Regions from separate parts of the Anas platyrhynchos genome. Here region 1 is linked to region 2. Evidence: chromatin contacts called from public Hi-C data. All regions are on one chromosome and are shown on one strand. The core of a region is the stretch at or near the end of the contact, and the rest is flanking DNA. Distances in the headings are between cores, read along the strand shown.

The links. Hi-C and Micro-C count contacts between places; a contact is called where the count stands out from the background.
Region 1: a Hi-C map of F5 follicle shows a contact between it and region 2, with 2.7 times the contacts expected there. The contact joins two enhancer-like sites. A contact is called at or near these places in 5 of 8 Hi-C or Micro-C datasets (F5 follicle, liver, skeletal muscle and 1 more).

The regions. Positions count from the first base shown.
Region 1 is chr11:20,867,239-20,870,955 of IASCAAS_PekinDuck_T2T, forward strand. No RefSeq gene overlaps it. Among named protein-coding and RNA genes, the nearest start is that of ARRDC4, 35 kb to the left of the region's middle. Within about 2 kb of position 2,328, at least 5 of the 8 cell types and tissues checked have an H3K27ac peak or open chromatin away from gene starts, as enhancers often do.
Region 2 is chr11:20,814,522-20,818,176 of IASCAAS_PekinDuck_T2T, forward strand. All of the region lies in intron 4 of LOC140003387 (a long non-coding RNA gene), which reads left to right. Among named protein-coding and RNA genes, the nearest start is that of ARRDC4, 17 kb to the right of the region's middle. Within about 2 kb of position 1,745, at least 1 of the 8 cell types and tissues checked has an H3K27ac peak or open chromatin away from gene starts, as enhancers often do.

The sequences.
Region 1 (3,717 bases), core at 1,078-3,577, 53 kb after region 2:
AGCTTTTGAAACAACAAATGGAAGAAGTTACTGTCCTGATGAGAATATGAAAAAAGGAAACAGCGAGAACTGTAAATACTATAGGTTTGCTCCCCCCTTTTCCCACCACATTAATAATGTTGGGATTAATGTCCACAAATCTGTGTATTTCAAATGCCTGAGAACAAGGGGAATTGTAAAGCTGACCCATTCTTTTGCCAAGTCTTTGAATTCTTCATTATGCCTCCAACAGCTTATGAGAAATGTAAAATAAAGCTCTAGATGGTAAACTCAATTCTATTTTTTCCAGCATTCAACTCAATTCAAAGCATAAAAACAAAGCACAGGGTGGCATTTTCCCCTTTTGTAAAGGTACCCATCTTTTCCTCTAAAACAACAGCAAAAGAAAGCCTTTTATTTCTGCTGCCTTGCTCTCCGCCTGGGAAGTAAAGGCGCGGTGCCATTGTCCCATTAAACAGCGTGTCCACCTGCTCAGATAAGGCAGGCTCGCCTCTTGAATTTGCATGTGAAAATTACCCTGCTTCAGCTCTGGAAATTATGCTTGTAGGTGTAAAGAGAGTAGCTTTTCTTCTTTGAAGTTCGCAAGGCAGCCACAATGAAGGCAGGAATTAACTCGGTACTGATTACCAGCTCTTGGTCTCCTCCGCATCAGACTTTTGAACACAGAACAGAAACACGCCGACCAGCCAGGTTACATTTCTTTTTGTGATCCCAAGCCCTCAAAGAGAGGAGACGAAAGCCGTATTTGTTCCTGGAGCCCACCCTTTCCTCTGAGCTGTCTGTTACTGACTCAGGCTCGTGTTGGAAAAAACACATCTTCAGAAAAGTGCCAACATCAAACAGGAGAGATTTTACAGGTACACATAGCGAGGCTCTGTGAAGTGCTGCTTCCCAACAAAAGCACGACCAGGGGAATGCACTGGAATATTTTCATAGTAAGAGGGGCACTCACATTGGTCTGTGGGTTGCTATCAAATAAGGGCTAACTTTCTTTTTTTATTTTTATTATTTTTTCTAACTGCCCCCTGCTTAGCACCACAAAATTCTGACTTGGATCCTCTACCAGGAAATCCCATCAGCGTGCACTTCACTTCATCTTCATTCAACCGAGCACATAAACAAACAAACAAGCTCATGCTTCAGACGCAGTGGAAGCCATACCAAAAAGGTGATGCAGTGCCAAAACCGAACCTAAATCCACCATCTCTGGAGCAAAAGGCATCAGCCAACAAATGCAGAGCAGCTCAGGCCAGCACTGAGCAGAGGGAAACGAACCAAGGCTGCTGTTCAGATGCCCTCTCATGGGGCAGAGCCATAAGGTGGAGCTGCAGAGGTTTATGCAGACCCTGCTGTCCCCCCCTAGCCCAACACAAGCTGTTCTATAAGAGACTTAATATAAAGAGCCCTGGCCAGGCTAAAGAAAGAAAAACTAAAACCATGCAGAGGGAAAATTAAATTATTCCTTGATATTTTAATAATGTTCATGAAAGACAGCTTATTGGGTCAGTACTTCTGTATCCATCTCAGTTTATGAAATTAAAACCTTTGCAAGATTTAATAACTAGCAAAAAAAAAAAAAAAAAAAAGACCTGGGGGGGTAAGATATCCCTCCAGCCTATAATTTTGCTTTTTTTCGTTTTTATAATTTCCTTAAGCTACAGAGGAAGAATATAATAAAGTAGATAATTCTGTAGCTTGAAGCGTGTGTTCAGGAGTCCAGCCCCATCGATAAACCCCAAACTCCCTAACCGTATGTAGCACAGAAGTTTTGGAAACGTAGTAATTGGAGCCAGATAAGCCAAACAAATGAGAAATGTGCTGAAACGTTGCCCAAAATCTGGAAAGAAGTAGCAATCACACTTCATTTTGCAGAGAGTTTCAAAGAAGTCGCCATCACTTCCCTACTCTGCTTTAAGCTCCCACCTCCGTTTCCCTCCACAGGACCAGCTCAGGAGCTCACGGCACCTTCTAGGTCACCCCATCTCATCCCCTGGCGTCACCACCAGCTGTGCCCTATCTCTCCTGCCATAAACAGACCCCTCGCTGCCTTCTGCCTTGCTCAGCGTTTGCTCTCATCTGTCACAACACTCCCTGTGAAGGCTGGTCCTGGATATCACGCTCTGAAGATCAGCCGGCCACCCACTGGCAGCCCACCTTTCTTCTCGGTCATTATTTGCCTATTTGTTCTCGTGTTTACCTTTGACATGCTCTCAGCAGCAATCAGAGCCAGCCCAAGTGCTGATGGGCTGGATGAGAGGAGCTCTTTTGATCTCCCCAAGCCAGCCTGGCCTTTCCTGCCAGATAAGGACACCGAGGGCTGCACCGGGACGGCTGTGCAGTATCTCCCCGTGTGCCTGGGCCAGATGTTTGACGCTGTTACAGCCCCCAGCTACACAGGCAGGATGTTTGGGTCATGGATTTGTAGAGGCTTAAGACCCTTTTCTTGTCCTGGGTCTGTTCTCTAAGTTAGTGCCCACCTATCACCGGCAATCTCCCGGCAGAGTGCAGAAGGAGGAGGTCAAATTGAACCAGGGGCTGATAACTGAGCACAGGACTGCGATAAGTCACGGAGAAAAGAACCTTAATACGCAGGCTGAGCATCCAGCTTAAAATCCACACTGACACCTACTGAAATCCTGACAGCAGGCAGCCTTTTCCCTTTGCTTGCAGAATGGCATGCGTTCAGATAGCTCTCAAGGCCAAAATTCACTTCTTCAGATTGGCTAATTTGAGTTGGCCCATTAAGTATTCCTGAAACAGTCTTAGATAGTCAATTGTAATCTAGAAATGTTCTGTAGATAGGGCTCCAGCAGGAATCCTTGAAATAAACCACAGTAAAAAGAGAAAATGATAGTCCATAATAGAATCACTCCATTCAACATAATAGAAAATAAAGCATAATCAGGGATTTGAAGAGCGACACACTGTAACTAGGCGCTACGCATTACTCATTCTCTTCAAATGATCAAAATTGCCAGGATTTTCTCATGTCTAGAGACCAAACAACCCCATAAAGAAACTGCTGAATATCAAGAGGAAGATTCTTCTCTACCAAGAAAAACCCTTTGGTGGCATTAACGTCTCACAGTCTGCCTCTTAAAGGCTGCAGACAATATTCAAAGGAACAATTTTAGATTCGACGATAGCCACGAGTGAGTCCCATTACACCTCTAAGCCGGCTTCCCAGCCTCCGGACCTCGCCGAACAATCATTTCTAGAACATAAGAGAATGAGGAACATTAAGCTCAAAGTGAGAGTAAATCTACCTGATGCATTGTTAAACTTGTCAAGCCTTTGTGACAAATTGCCAGTGCCTAACCTACAGCACGAGTCGCCATTGTCGGAGACGAGCGGTTGTTGCTCAGCCTCCCTGCCTCCAGCACAGCACACACATAAATCTTGTTAGCGAACTACGCATAACTAATGCTTTGTGTAAGCAGTTGTGTGTGTGATTTGAGCACCCAGGAATTCACCCTTCCGAAACAAACTGCCTTTCCTGGGTACTGCTGGTAGCTACTTAGTCAAGCCAGTAGTCGCTGCGCAGCCTTGGGATGCCAGCTCTGAAGCCGAATTCCCCCGATGTCACGATGTGACCCCGTGTAAGGAAATACAAGAAGAGGTCTCATTATTCCTAAATGCTTCATGCTCCAGGCTCTGGAGGTTTATGGTTATTGTGCAGAACAGTCAGACCTTGATGTGTTCACCTGGGAGAAAGCT
Region 2 (3,655 bases), core at 495-2,994:
ACCAATGCTACCTGGTTTTTAAAAATTAAGGTTTGTCTGCCTCCTTTGCAGGCTTTTTAAGCCGTGTGCCTGCCACTCACATTTCTCGGGGACCGGAGATCCAGCAGGGCTGGCTGCGAACACTAGGTGGCACTTTGCAGCCAGGAAGGTTAGCAGCTTACGCAACTCCATGGAAACCTCATTTATTGCCCTCATTCACAGGGCAAGACTTTTTGCTCACCGTGTCCTCACCACCTCATTGGTCCTAATTCAGCGTTTAGTCCGCAGAGAAAAACCCGGTCAGTTCCCAGACAAATTCTCACCTTCACCAAAGGATAAATCTCTGGTGGCATGATTAGTTCATGATGAACTCTAGCTTACATTAATATCAGTCAAGCGACTTCGTGCTCTGCCTCAAGTTGCAGCATATGCACGGAGCATCAGCATGCTAATTGCTAGGCCAGACACTCCAAGAACCGTAAAATCTTCCTCCCAGTGAAAAGACAAACCCGGACCCAGCAGTGATCTTGCTGCCACTTACCAAAGTGCAGCATCAGGACAGGAGGGTGCCCCTTCAGATTTAGATTCTTCCTGCCTCCCCTGTCGAGTTGTGTCTGGTGCTTCATGGATAATTTCAAAAGGTCAGATGTTGCCCCCAGTTCATGCCTGGAATTTGCCAGGCAGTGGCACAAGGGAGCAGAGCGTGGTGCTGTTACTCACAGCCAGGCTGCAACAGAGGAGAGAAAAAATGGTCTAGCCCCACAGAGCAAACTGCTCTAAGCTCAGTGCTCTCAGCCTTCACCCAGAGAACAAACACACCCTGCGTGTATGTGCACGAGCGTCCTCATGCCTTGGGAAGACGCAGCCACTGCTTCAGACAAGCTGGGCAGAGGACAAGCTCTTCAAAAATGTTTTGTGGGAATGCAAGCTCTCATTTTACTTAAGTCCACTCTGAATCCCAGGGCTGGGCTGCAGACTCTGCTATGTTCAATCCCAGGACAACGAGGAGGAGCGCTCAGCAATGGGACCACTTGCTCTCTAAGGCACTGTGATAAAAAGGCAAGTATAGGGGCAGGTCCGGGCAGCACACGGGACAAGCATTTTCCTTTTGCCATATTGAAACAGTGGCAGGGAGACACCCAGGTATCTCAGATGCTTCTCCCCAGGTTAGCTGAGGACAAGGAGCTGCCCTTTTCCCCGCTGTAGCTGGTTCGAGGGCCAGCGCTCATGGGAACGTGGCCTCTTTTATTTACCCCTGAGGCTACTCTGGAATAGGAACCCACAGCCAGCCTCAGCCTGCCTTGCACAGCAGGTACGTGAACGTGAACATGGTCCCAAGCATCCTCCTCCTCTCCAGGAAGCTGAGATTTACCCCACCCCCTGCCCAGTCAGGCCTCCGGGCAGTACTGAGCCCTGCGAGTGCCCTGCAAGCAGGGCAAGAAACCAGGCTGAGGCCATGGTAAACAACTTGCTGCTATCTATTTAGGTGCAAGGGTAAACTGCCGCTGAACGCACGGCAAACGTGACACACAGGAGGCTTAAGATTGCCTTCAGCACTCAGGTTTTGCGCGGGGAGCAGCAAGCACAGCTGGAATCTATCCTCCTAGCATTTGGGGCCCTCTGCTGAGCTCTGCCCCATGGCACCTTGCAGGGAGCTGTGCAGGCTGCGCTGCCACACGTGGGGCAGGGCACCGCAGGCAGGGCAGAGCTGTTCTACCAGTGGGCAGGCAGAATGGCTGCATCCTGCTGTGGCATGGGAACAGTCACACTGTGTGCTGAGCCCATGCCCTCCTTCACCCCTTCCTCTAGCCATCTCCCAGCTGAGATCCAGGGGAGATCTCCCACTGGTGCTGCTTCACCTGTTTCAGTAACCTTTTTCGTTCCTTGTATAGCCATTATCCCTTCATCCTTTTGATAAGGCTTCCACCTCGACTGACTGTCAGCTGCTGTTACTCACACGGAGCTGCAGCGCTTGGCCTGGCTTGATCTTTCCCAAGGTCTTTCTTAGCTGCTTTCAAAACAGATATGCACCTCCCACCTTTTGTAGCTATCTCTCTCTCTTCTTTCTTTTAAATAAAAGATATCTACATTTTTAAGCCATCACCTGGATTATTTCTTTATCCTTTCATCCTTTCCTGTCTCCTCACCAAGGTCAGTGCTTCATTGTTTGGAAGTATTTCTTAGCCTTCCCTCCATCAGATCACTGGACCTCTTTTTTCCCCAGCTACCCGACTGTCTCCTGTCCCTAGCTCCCCTCCAGTGACTTGCTGCAGTCTGTGAACCGGTCATGCTGCCGAATGGCAGACTGCACATCTGCACAGCTTCCCCTTATTCCAGGAAGAGCTGAACGATTCTCAAAAACAATTCCAGCTTCTGCTGCAGGAATTGATTCCAGCAAATATTTTCCTGTGGTTTGATTTCACGTTACTCACACTTGCTTTGTTCTGCCTCTGGTTAATATTGTTTCCCAGCTTCTCCAACAAACCATGGGCACATTCAGAAGGATGCTTGTCTAAGGACTGACTAGAGACCTGAAATTGTATCCTAGTCCCACAGCCACGGCTAAACAGCACTGGCAGCTACCACCATGCTGCTGCTGGCCTCCACTGTTGGTGGTGGCTTCATCAGCAACAGCACAGACAGTGAAACGGCGGCTGTGACACCAGACAGGCAGTGCCTAGGGCCAGAGGGGGGGCCACACATCAGTGGCACCAGTCCAGCAGCGGCTCAGCCTGGCTCACGGACTGGGGAGGATGAGGAAAAGCTCCTGCTCGTGGTCCCCCTGAGGAGGGAGCCACAGACGCCCAAGGTGGCTGGGCACAGGACGCCTCGCTGCTAACGCTGGCACCCAACACTCCCGGCCTCATCCAGTATTGTCTGCGCTGAAAAAGCTTCCAAACCAAGCAGACAACAGATTGCAGCATATTCTTCCATTCTTCCCTCATCACAGAGTATAGCCCTATTAACCTAATAAAGACGCTTCAATCTCTTTTCAGTTCAGGAGAATTCTCCCCATTGTTTCCAAAGAATTCTTTCTGGATGTACTGCCAAGAGCGTGCATTTTCTGTCCTGTTCCAAGTTGCTTGAAATAACAAAGAATTATCCTTACAATTAAGATCAGGCTGTACAATTTAGATACGTGCCTTAAAAGAGTTATTATTCTCTGCCAGAGATGTATTGTTCTTCCCCATTTAATTTTATTTACTTTTTTTTAGTGGATGCAACAGTTACGCTGTCATTTATCGGAGAAGAAGGAAGCAGCAGCTGCAGAGCTGTGTATATAAAATAAACACAATGTGGATGAAGCTATCAGAAGCTCGGATTTCAAGGAGGAGAGGGGGAGGATTGCTTTTAATAAGATCTTGTGTCAGTAAAGTTGTGAGACGGAACTGCAGGGTCTTACCTATTAAAAACAGGAGTGGGAACAAATTCTTTTCTTTAATGGAACAGCAGTGCTAGCTGCATGCATACAGACAGAGGGCTTAATTTAAAAAGTAAAAAGCAATTTGGTCATTCATGTTCAGACTTCGGGCACTCCACAGAGCATGCCAAACACACTCACTTCTTTTTAACCCTTTGGCTGCAAGGCCTGTACGATATGGAAGAGGCAAAGCCATGGTGCATTTGTTGAGCTGAACAGAACTGTTTTCTCCCTCGAGGTGCTGGGGAGGCAGCC